Linked DNA regions of Pan troglodytes: region 2 is linked to region 1. A link is a contact called in public Hi-C data. All regions are on one chromosome and are shown on one strand. The core of a region is the stretch at or near the end of the contact, and the rest is flanking DNA. Distances in the headings are between cores, read along the strand shown. Region 1 overlaps SLCO4A1 (solute carrier organic anion transporter family member 4A1). Region 2 holds the start of MRGBP (MRG domain binding protein).

Evidence for each region. A called contact is a pair of places that touch in the nucleus more often than the background predicts.
Region 2: a Hi-C map of stem cell-derived neural progenitor cells shows a contact between it and region 1, with 7 times the contacts expected there. The contact joins the promoter of MRGBP here to the enhancer-like site in region 1. A contact is called at or near these places in 4 of 7 Hi-C or Micro-C datasets (blood, induced pluripotent stem cells and stem cell-derived neural progenitor cells), 1 of 1 datasets of contacts at active chromatin or transcription factors (stem cell-derived excitatory neurons) and 1 of 1 other capture datasets (stem cell-derived neural stem cells).

Annotation. Positions count from the first base shown.
Region 1 is chr21:68,987,574-68,993,174 of NHGRI_mPanTro3-v2.0_pri, reverse strand. It overlaps SLCO4A1 (solute carrier organic anion transporter family member 4A1), which reads right to left. Exons shown (of 12, transcript XM_016938255.4): 6 at 5,375-5,529; 7 at 3,507-3,702; 8 at 2,168-2,333; 9 at 1,894-2,066; 10 at 1,536-1,600; 11 at 1,000-1,148. Among named protein-coding and RNA genes, the nearest start is that of SLCO4A1, 26 kb to the right of the region's middle. Within about 2 kb of position 2,819, at least 6 of the 24 cell types and tissues checked have an H3K27ac peak or open chromatin away from gene starts, as enhancers often do. A contact at or near this core is called in stem cell-derived neural progenitor cells and stem cell-derived neural stem cells, where this site is marked.
Region 2 is chr21:69,117,159-69,122,759 of NHGRI_mPanTro3-v2.0_pri, reverse strand. It overlaps MRGBP (MRG domain binding protein), which reads right to left and starts at 2,599. Exons shown (of 5, transcript XM_016938269.2): 1 at 2,375-2,599; 2 at 1,815-1,936; 3 at 376-457; 4 at 1-69. The coding sequence starts at 2,522.

The DNA.
Region 1 (5,601 bases), core at 1,570-4,069:
GGGCAGGACAGATCAAGATCTCACCAGACTGTGCAGAACGGCGCGTGCTTTAAAAGTTATGAACTGTTTGCTTCTGGAATTTCCTATTTAATACATTCAGACTGTGGTTGACCTCGGGTAACTGAAACTGTGGAAAGTGAAACCTCAGATGAGGGGGAAACCGAGGTATATGTCTCCTTAAACCACTGCTTCTCTCCAGAGCCACACAAGGCCCTGCTCAGACTCGCCTCTTTTCTGCTAATCCGAGGGGAGGTGAACCAGCTGGGCTCCTTCCCTTTCTCTAACCTCCCTCCTGGAAAGCCTGAGGCCACGGGTTCCTGCAGGATGAACTTTCCTGGGTCCGTCACCCAAGGAAGAGCAACAAGATCCTCTGAACAGCTGGCCCTGGGACCGCATTTTATTTAGAAGGCTTTGTGCTTTATCGTCTAATGGGGGCAAATTCCAAACACAAATACTGCGTTTCCTCCCAGGTAGCATACGCCAAGAGTCACAACAGAAAGTTTCTGTTAGCTTGAAAAATGAGGGCCAGACTAAGAGATCCAATGGAATCCAAGGCGCACTGGTCACAGAGAGGCTGCAACCTGCCCGCCGGCCCCCCAGACTGAGGCCCGGAGTGGACCAGCTAGTCAAGCCGCTCTAACAGGAGCAGCCGCTTCTTATTTCTGCAAAGCTTTTAGTTAACGGGCACCCCGGGTACGTGCAAGACCACACTGTGGAAGGGCAGCCCCAGGAGGTGGGAGAGGGAGCAGGGCCCGGGCCTGGGCTTTGCTGGAGCTGTTGGGGGCCTGGACAGTGAACCCCAGGAGGAGGCCCTGCAGCCCGCCTGCCTCTCCCCACAACCAACTCATGAGGAATGTGGGAAGGGCCTTCTAGAAACCGGCTGCAGGAACATCTGTGATGTACTAGGCTGTGGTCCAAGCTGCTGGAAGATCGCAGCGTATCCAGAGCCCCCAGCCACCCTCAGAGCAGACCCTCTGTCCCCTCCCTGGGCCTGCTTACCTTGTACAGGAGCCCCATGATGAGTATGTAGCGGCTCATGGCCGAATTCTGGTACACCAAGCAGGAGCCCTGCTGGCCACACTGGTCCTGCCACAGCAGACAGGCCTTGTCGATCACCCAGCCGAAGGCGATGGGCCCCGGGATGCCCCCTGCGGAGAGAAGCCCACTCAGCACCCACACTCCTGGTGGGCAGGGGCTAGGCAGGGGGCAGGCAGCCAAGAGGCCTGGAATGATGGGCTCTGGGAAGGTGATACTGGCCGTTGGAGTTCTCAGGGGGTGCAAAGAGGGCTTAAACGTTCCTTTCTTTGGGCATTCGGCATTGGGGCTGCCAGTTTCCCATGATCTCCCAGGGAAAGCCTTTGGGCAAATAAATGACGATGGGCCCCTCTAGTGGACAGTTAGGGAATGGACCCCTTCCCAGGCGGGAACAGCCTCCAGCTGGGAAGCACATCCCTTGGTGGTTAGACACTTGCCCATGCCCTTGTGCAGTGAGCACACTGTGCAACTGACCATGGCTTCCTCACACTGCACAGTACCTAGTATTCTAACTACAATCCACTGGATTCCCAGGGCAAAGGACCTCTGAGGGTCACGGACACATCTGCAATAGAAAACCACAGCGTCAGCACCCACAGAAGTGGGGTTGCATGCCAAGTCACCCCCCAGGCCAGTGGCCTCCTGGACCAGCCCCCAGCCACATCATCACCCCCCCCCTAAGTGGGAAGCCCCTCGTCAGAGATCAGAGACAGTGAGGTCTCTCCTGCCACCAGTGACAGACAGGCCCGCTTAGACCTGGGTGTTTCCTGGAGTGCTCCTGTCTCAGGATCTGCAGAGCTCCGCCTCAGGGTGCTGCAAGGAAAGCTCTGGACAAGCGCACACCCGACCCCGGCTTACCGTAGAGTTGCCGTTAGTGCAGGAATGCTGCTGAGGAATGTAAAGAAAATTACAACGAATATGAAAACCAGAAGGAGGGGCTTTCTCTGACAAGTTGAAGTGCATTTCCCTGCAGTGGCATGGCCAAAACCAGAGGAAAGATTCTGAGGGACACAGCTACAGTCTCGGTACACCTGGGAAGCCCAACAATAGCTCCGATTACAAGGGGAAGGCACGGGGGCCCCTTCCCAGGGTCCAGGGAAGGACAGGGGTGGTAGGCAGCGGCCCCACTCACCTTCTGGCCGTCCACATTCGTCTCCGTGGCTGCAGGGCACCCTGCATGGCACAGTGAGAAGTACATGAGGCCGTCCGAGCCGCACACAGGGCTGTAGTGTTCTGGCTGGCAGCTGCAGGCAGCGTTGCAGGGAGCCGTTAGGTTCAGGTGGCCTTCGGGCAGGAGGCTGCAGAGGGGGGACAAGCGAGTGGTAGGGTCCAGGCCAGAGCCATGCTGGCACCCAGCAGGCACAGGGTCAGCCATGGGGCTCGTCCCCATGCAGCCTACATTTCGGGTCCACAAACTTGCCAAGCTTGCACCGCCCCCAGCACGCTGGGCACTCACGCTGGGCACTGCCTTCTGGTGATAGAATGGTTTTTCCTTTTCACGCAAGGAAGGCACACCCATGCCCCCCAGCACCGTCCGCCTGATGCACAGCCCCTTTCCCTAGTTCGTTTGTTTTTGGACAGGCAACACATTCATATGGATCAAATGCAAACATTAGGAAAGAAAGAGCGCCAAGTACACAAAGGCAGCCTCGTGGCCCCGGCCCCACCCCAGTCCTCGGTTCTCCAGCCACAGGCCGGCTGTGCGTTTGCAGGGGTCGTCTGCACGTACACACCCCTCGGCAGTCACAAACATCTGCACTTCTCACTTGAATCAGAGCACACTGCACCCATTGTCCAACTCCTTCCTTTTTCCCACTTCACAGCATGTCTTGGCAGTAGCCCAGGATGAGCTTCCTCCATTCCTTCGTGGGCAGGGCCTCTGTTGTGAGGACAGCGTAGTGACCCCGTCCACCCTGATGACTCTTAGGTTGTTTCCGATAATGCCACAACGGCCGCCTTGTGCTTCTCTGCCTTGCACGGCACCTGCAGGTGCACTCCCGGGGCCTGCAGGGCAGGGCCGAGGTGCAGGCTACCTGTGTGTATTTTGGATATTCCCTAATTGCCACCTGACCAGCAGGTCCCCCTCCCACTCCCAGCACATGGCAACGCCAGGAGCACATCCTGGGACACTTTTTATGTCACCAAGAGACCAGCCTCAAGGACCCCGAACACTAGGGCTGTTGTTCCATTTGACACAGCTACAGAGCACAAGGCTGAGGCCCAGAGAGGCATATGACTGCCCGGGGGCACAGCCGGGACCCAAGCGCAGGCACTGCTGGGGGCTGGCATGGTGCCCTTTTACGTGGATGCTGCCAGGTGCCCCGCTGAGCGAGTGTTGCCCTTGCCGCTGTCCTGTGACGTAGCCCTTTTCAAAACCGCCTCTCCCAAGCGCTGCGCCACTCCTCCTCCATGCCCAGGGACCATGGGTGCTCGGGGCCCCGACGCGTACCCAGGTGCCATCTGGCCCTCACCTCCCGCCGTAGCTGGCTGTGACGCCCGCCATGGGCACACTGGGGCAGTGCAGGGAGAAGACGAGGATGCCCAGCAGGCTGACAACGGTGCAGAACAGGCAGAACTTGATGACCGCGGAGCCCCGGAGCCTGAGCTTGTTCACAAAGAAGCCGCCCAGGAAGGTGCCGCCACCACCCGCTGGCACCACCAGGTACCCTGGGGAGAGGGAGGGATTAAGCCAGGGACTCAGGCAGGGGGCCGTGGTGGGAGAGGGTGGCGGATCAGCCGGGTCCACTTTACAGGTGGGGAAACTGAGGCATAGAGGGATCAATTCCTGCCTGCATGGCAGCACTCAACACCACACCTGAGCGCTTAGCTGCTGCGCTGATACAGCCCTAGGAGGGACCTCTGTCCAGAGCCTGCAGCCGGGATGCCTCAGAGGCCGGGCGGGGGCGGGGGCGGGGCAGGGCAGGGGGCAGGTGGCAGGTGGCAGGGGGCAGGGCAGGGGGCAGGGGGCAGGGCAGGGGGAGGAGGAGAGCCCAGAGTGCTCCAAGGTCAGCAGCCCCTGCCCCAGTGGGAAGCCAATGACTCCTCCAGTAACCCCCCTCCAGGGCAGCCACACCCCTCCTCCCCCAGGGGCCTCTGCCAAGTCCCTGCAGGCTGTGACAAGGACATTTGTCGAAGCCTGAGTGGCCACCATCAGTACAAAATTGGGATCAGCTGGCATCTGGCTTCTAGGCTGACAAGTGAGGAGGGCACAGGTGAGGGGACAGGTGGAGAGGGGACAGGTTTGTGGGGACAGGTGGGGAGGGGACAGGTTTGTGGGGACAGGTGGAGAGGGGACAGGTTTGTGGGGACAGGTGGGGAGGGAACAGGTTTGGGGGGACAGGTGGGGAGGGGACAGGTTTGTGGGGACAGGTGGAGAGGGGACAGGTTTGGGGGGACAAGTGGGGAGGGGACAGGTTTGTGGGGACAGGTGGAGAGGCTCTCCAAGGGGCAGTAGAGCTGACCTCTGGGGGGCTGAGTGTGGGCGTGTGGGCGTGTGGGCGTGTGGGAGTGTGGGCGTGTGGGCGTGTGGGAGTGTGGGAGTGTGAGAGTGTGGGCTTGTGGGAGTGTGGGCGTATGGGAGTGTGGGCGTGTGGGCGTGTGGGCGTGTGGGCATGTGGGCTTGTGGGAGTGTGGGAGTGTGAGAGTGTGAGTGTGGGCTTGTGGGAGTGTGGGCGTGTGGGCGTGTGGGCGTGTGGGAGTGTGGGCTTGTGAGTTCAGCCCAGAGGGGCCAGGCCTGGATGGGCCTGTGGGGGAGGGAGGGGAGCCCTCATCTGACGCCCTCTTCCTGTCCAGATAGTGGACCCTGGAAGGGTAGAGCACGGTAGATTGGCGGTGGTGGCCCACATGCCTGGCACCTCTGCCATGGCCCAGGGTACCCTGTGAACGCTGGCAGGAGGAGGAGCTCTGAGGAGGAGTCCCCACTTTCTGCAGACCTGCCCAGCCTGGGAAGGCCAGCCTGCCTCTGGCACCGAGAAACCCCCAGCTGCACTGTTCCAGGAGGTCCTGAGGCACCAGTGCCTGGCTCATGGAACAGCCAGGTCCAAACCCTTCCTGCACCAAGTCACAGAAGCCAAGACTAGGTGGCTAAGGGGTGGAGCCCACCGTGGACCCTTCCACCTACGGAGCATGTCCCACAAAGAGGGCGGGACCACCACTCTTCCGGCCTGTGGACAGTCGCTCAGCTCCCGTGGTGCTCTCCACACCTGCTCTGGCAGCGGGGGTGGGAGGGCACTCACTGCCATGTGCCCTGTCTGGGTCTTTCTAGAAGATGCCCTTGAAGACTCTGTTTCTGAGAACTGACATAAAAGCAGAGGACCCCCAAGATTCAGAGTTTTCTCACCAAACAAGGTGGCAGCTTCTGAGGCACTCAGGCTGAACTGGGACTCCAAGAACTTGGGGCTGAACGTGGACATGCCGGTGATGAGTGTGGCCTCGGTGGCCCCAGCCAGGCAGAGCAGGATGAACGTGGGGTTCTTCAGCAGGAGCCAGATGGAGCTGGGCAGAGGTCAGGGTGTGGAGAAGAGACTGAGGGTCAGAGTGGTGGGCAGAGGTCGGGGTGTGGAGAAG
Region 2 (5,601 bases), core at 1,350-3,849, 130 kb before region 1:
CAGCCCCATTGTGGGGGTCCACGTCTTCCTTCATCTCCTCTTTCATCTCCTCTTCTATCATCACTTTTCCTGTGGAGGAGACAGCTGACGCTCACCGAAAACCCACGGTGGTGGCCGACGCTGGGGGATGGTCAGGCCAGGGACTGCTCCGACGCTTGCTGCCCACACAGGCCTCAGCTTCCGTCCAGCCACTGCTCTCAAACAAAGTCCTCTCCAATCCCGGAGGTTCCAAGACCACCCAAGCACAGGTAGGGCGGGGTCTGCGCTGGACCCTCACACCTCCCTGGAGGCCCGGGGTCCTCACCCTCACCTCCCTGCCCTTGGCCAGGGTCTGGCCTTTTCTGAATCCCAAGCCCAACCTCTCCCGAGCCTCACCTTCTCGGACCTCCTGAATGATCTCTTCTGGAAGGACGAAGTTCCTCTCTGGATTCGGGAATGGAAGAATCTCAGACTCGTGCTGATATCAAATAGAGAGTGTCGTTTAAGAAACAAGGGTGAAAATGCAGTTTCAAGAAGTCACTAGAGCCGTGTAAGAGCCACTTGGGGAGAGGCCAATGAGCACACATCACTGTGTTGGAGGCTGCGGCGGGCGGGGCAAGGGCAAAGGGCATTTCTTCTTTTTGTGAACAGCGCCTGCCACAGCTGGGCTTTCCAGACAGACCCAGGGAGGGCAGAACCAGCGGCAGCAGGTGCAGGAGTCAGGAAGACCCACCGGGGCCAGCATCACTAAGGCGGGCCCTGAGGACCGGGCAGCCCTGGTGACACACACCTGTGGGCTCCGCCTGCCCAGCACGGCCTGCAGTCTCACCATGAGACTGCGTTCCCCAAGGCGGCGTGCAGAGGGCACAGTGACAGCCCTGGGGAAAGGCCGCAGGCACCTCGAGTTCTCATCCACGTGGCAGGAGCCCATGGACACCGAGGGTGTCGGTTGGGAGCGCCACAGGCACAGAACCAGGCAAAGAAGAAGAGAGTGCTTGCCAGGCACTGCCCTCCTGAGGTCGCACAGACCAGAGGGAGAGACCTATGTCATACTGGGATGGCTGGTGTGGCCCTGAGTCCAACGTGGCTGGCACAGACTCTCCACCAGCACAGGTCCCCACTCCTCCTGGTCACCTGACCCCCGACCCCCACCCCACTCTCCAAGTACACCACCTTCTTTGAGCTCCTGGACCCACCACCTCCTGCTGCCACAGGGCCTGGAACACCCACCTGTCTCTTCTGGCCACCCTGCTTACCTAGTTAACCCGCTCGCCCGTCACACACTGCCAGCTCCAAGCTCTGCGAGGACTGGAACTCTACTTGTCTGACTCCCACAGAAGTCACCAAATTCACCTTGGTGTGACTCGGATAGGGTCACCCTCTGCCTAAAGCACTTCAGGGGCCTCCCAGGAGGCTGACAATGGCCTAAGGGCCCGGGACTCTGCATCCTTCCCTCCCTCCCCAGGGTCTCAGCTGGAGACTCTGGCCCAGCACCCAGTCTAAAGCAGAGCCCCTGAAAAGCTAGCCAGCTGCTAGCACTGTGTTTGTGCTTTCCATGACAGGCTCTGGAGCCCCGGGATGCCCTCCTTAAGGACGGGCCTCAATGCAGGGGTCTCTGCCCAGCGGACCCCAGCAGGCACGGAGGGGCCCCTGCCCAGCTCAGGCTGACCCTGAGAGCTCACTGCAGACCCCAGCAGGGATGGAGGGGCCTCTACTCTGCCCAGCAGACCCCAGCAGACATGGAGGGGTCTCTGCCCAGCTCAGGCTGACTCTGAGAGAGCGGTGTGCGGGTTCGTGCCCCCATCGGGCGGCACAGGGAGGGCGGTTGGGCTCACCAGCGCCTGCATGTCGTACATGGTGCTCAGATGGTCCCAGATGACCTTGGATGGGACCTGCCGCCCGATGTTCTGGCTGAACTTGTCCCGAATACAAATCATGTGGAAGTGTCGGTTCACACCTGAGGGGAGGAGGGGCGGCGGGATAACCGGTGAGCGGGGAGGAGAACGGGGATGGAGGGGACGGGCTGCCCTGGGGACTGGAGGGGCAAGGGTGGCTGCGGAGAGATGGGGAGGGCCAGGGTGTGGAGGGGCTGTGGGGGGGCAGGGCTGGGTGGTGTGTGTGGGAGGGGGTGGGGTGTCCCGGGGCGGGGGTGGGGGTGGGGCACTGCGGGCTGGGGCCTCGCGGTGTCACGCGGGTAGGGGTCGTGGGCGGGGTCCGGGGCGGGGTCCGAAGGGCGCGTGGGAGGGGGCGGGGGTCCCGGGACGGGTGTGGCGGCGGTGTCACGGCCCGGGCTCGGCGGGGAGCGTGGGGGCGAGGGTGTCGCGAGCGCAGGCCCCGCCCCGCCCCGCCGGTTGCCCGCCCCGCCCCCACGCGCGTCCGCAGCCTGGGCGCTCACCGACGGGCTTGTGGCCCAGCATGGCGTGGAAGAGGCACACCTCCACCTCGGGGCTCCACACCACTGTCTCCTCCGCCGGGCTGGTGGCCGCCTCCCCCGGGCCCTTGTCGCCGGCGGCGCCCCCGCCGCCCACCTCGGCCTCTCCCATGGCCGCGGCCCGGCAGAGCAAGGAGCCCCCGGCGGGAGCAGGCGCGGCCACGAGCTCCGCGCAGGCGCACTCGGGGGCGGGCGCGCGCTCCGCCGGGTACGCGCTCGGGCTCACGCGCCGGCGTCGGCGCAGGCGCAGCCGAGGTCTCGGGTCCCTTCCCGCCGGGGACTCCGCCCTGCTCCGCCCCGCGCGGGGGTGCTTAAAACGTGTTCCTCTTTAAAGCACAGTAAGAAATACACTGCACCCAAACAAAAAAGTCTGTGCTTCAAAGGAAACCATCAGAAAAGTGAAAAGACGACCCACAGATGAGAGAAAATATTTGCAAATCCTATATCTGATAATGAACTTCCTTGTAGAAGGTATAAATAATTCTTATAACTCGATAATAAAAAGACAATCTAACTATAAAACGGCTAAGGATTTGGATACACATTTTTCCAAAGAAGATGTACAGATGGGCCGGGCGCGGTGGCTCACGGCTGTAATCCCAGCACTTTGGGAGGCCGAGGCGGGCGGATCACCTGAGGTCAGGAGTTCGAGACAAGCCTGGCCAACATCGTATAAGCCCGTCTCTACTAAAAATACAAAAAAAGTAGCCGGGCGTAGTGGCGGGCGCCTGTAATCCCAGTTACTCGGGAGGCTGAGGCAGGAGAATCGCTTGAACCCGGGAGGCAGTGAGCCGAGATCGCGCCATTGCAATCCAGCCTGGGCAACAAGAGCGAAACTCCGACTCGAAAAAAAAAAAAAGATGTACAGATATGGCTAATGAGCACCATCGGTCACGCGAAACGAGAATTAGCCCGCGTGGGGACCCCCTGCCCCGCCGAGACCGCCACAACCACGCGGCCGGGGTGACGAATGCTGCGAGGGTCAGGGCTCGGGACCCTCGTGCGGTCGTGCTGTGCGGTCAGATGGGCCGCTGCTGCGAAAGACAGTCTGGCCGTTCTTTCAACGATGGAACCGTCTCCCTAGGAAGCAGCAGCTCCGTGGCGGGCGCCCGCGGCAGTGGAACAAGACACAGGTTCAGGCGGGGACCCGCAGCCGCGAGGCAAGCGCCGCCCCCAACCCGGGGCTGAACCTGCGAGGGGCGCCTGGAGCGCGGGCACCCGCACGTCGCAGCCGCGTTCAGCCTAAAAGCAGCGAGCGCGGACTGCGGCAGCGTGGGTGCGGGCTGAGACGAAAGTCAGAGAATTCAGACACCAAAATACACAGCATGGGAATCCATTCACAGGAAGAGCCAGAACTGGCAACTCCATAGGAATAGAAAGTAGATGCACGGTTGCCGGGGACGGGGGAGGGGGAGGGAAACGCGAGTCACTGCGGATGGGGACCGGCTTCTTTTTTGTTTGTTTTTGAGGCAGAGTCTCGCTCTGTTGCCCGGGCTGGGGTGCAATGGCACGATCTCGCCTCACTGCAACCTCTGCCTCTTGGGTTCAAGCGATTCTACTGCCTCAGACTCCCGGGTAGCTGGGACTACAGGCGCTCACCACGGCCGGCTAATTTTTGTATTTTTAGTAGAGACGCGGTTTCACTATGTTGGCCAGGCTGGTCTCGAACTCTTGACCTCAGGTGATCCTTCCTCCTCGGCCTCTCAAAGTGCTGGGATTACAGGCTTGAGCCACCGCGCCCGGCCGGGCCCAGCTTCATTTTAAGGAGGTGAAATGCTCTGGAATTAGATAGTGGCCACGGTTGCTCGCAACAAAACCCCACCGAATCGTGCGCTTTAAGCGGGTGAACTTAACGGTCTCAATAAAGATGTTAAGGAAAAAACAAAACCAGAAACCCCACAATTACTGCAGGCATAGGGCTCACTGCCCGGGTCTGGGTGCGGGATGGAAGGGCTCACGCCCGCCCCCAGAGTCCAGCGCCTCCTGGGAGAAAGGGCAAGTAGGGGGTCTGGCCCTGCCGGCCTTGACCGCCTGCCTCCGACTCCCGGCCGCCGCGCAGCCCAAGCTCTGGTGAAGCGTTAACCGCGGGTCGCTGCGGAGGCCCCACCGCGGGGCGGGGCCGGGGCCGGGCGGTGAAGAGGGGGCGTGATCAGGGCGGGGCCTAGGCTGGGGCCGGGCGGGGAAGCGCTCAGGAGGGCGGCTCGGGGGCGGGTCAGGGGCGGGGCCGCCAGGTCAAAACGCATCCATGACGAGCTTAAGGCGGCATCCAATCAAGGCCGCCGCGGCCTCCAGCTCCGCCCGCTCCGCCTCCGCCCTGCCCTCACGGGCTTCTCTCCGCACCATTCCCTCTCGGCCACGCCCACCACGGCCCACTGGCCAGTGACCCGCTACGCGGATATTTTCGCCTCTGCGGGTGTAGGCTCCGGGTCGGGCTTCCGGGTCCCTTGCCTGGCTCTGGCGCCTTCCAGCTGTGTGACCGGGCGAGGCCCTGAGCCTCTTGAGGGTTCAGTGCCCTCCTCCGTACAATGGGCCAACAACAGTCCCTTCCCTGGGGATCTCGGTGAGGGTTCGTTGCTCTGCAGGGTGCCCTGGGCCTGTGCCAGCGCGCTCAGGCATCCTGGTGACCAACCACAGCTGGCACTGGTGAACGCAGCCTCTTAGCCCAGGCAGGCTCTGGTCAGCCTCACCTGCTGGGACCGCTGAGTGGTCCAAGAGCTGGCTTGGCTGACTGGGACCTGGGCCTCAGCTTCCCCATCTGTGCAGGGGGCCGCTGGTGATACCGGTCCCTGCCATGCCCTGGTGGAGATATGGCCCAGTGAGACTTCGTGAGGGGTCCAGGCCACTGCTGTCACGTGGCACGTCTTCTACCCTGGCCCCTAGGTGGCCCTGGCCTCAGCCTTGCTCTAAAGAGGAATGAAGCCCAGCCCACAGCCCCTTAGCACAGATACGCTCGGGAGACGGGACCCTCACCATTACTCATCTCCTTACTGTTCCCTGGACACCTTGGGGTCCCTGCGCCTCTCCACCCGTCCCTGCCAGGTACTCTCCTCCTTCAGTCTGGAGCGCCTCCTCCCTTGGGGGTCCCCTGTGCCTATTGAGAAAAGATGGCATAAAAGCGTGAGACAGGAGCCCGGACCAGGAGACCCGAGGGTGCTGAGCCCCAGATTGGGCCGGGTCCACATGGAGACACA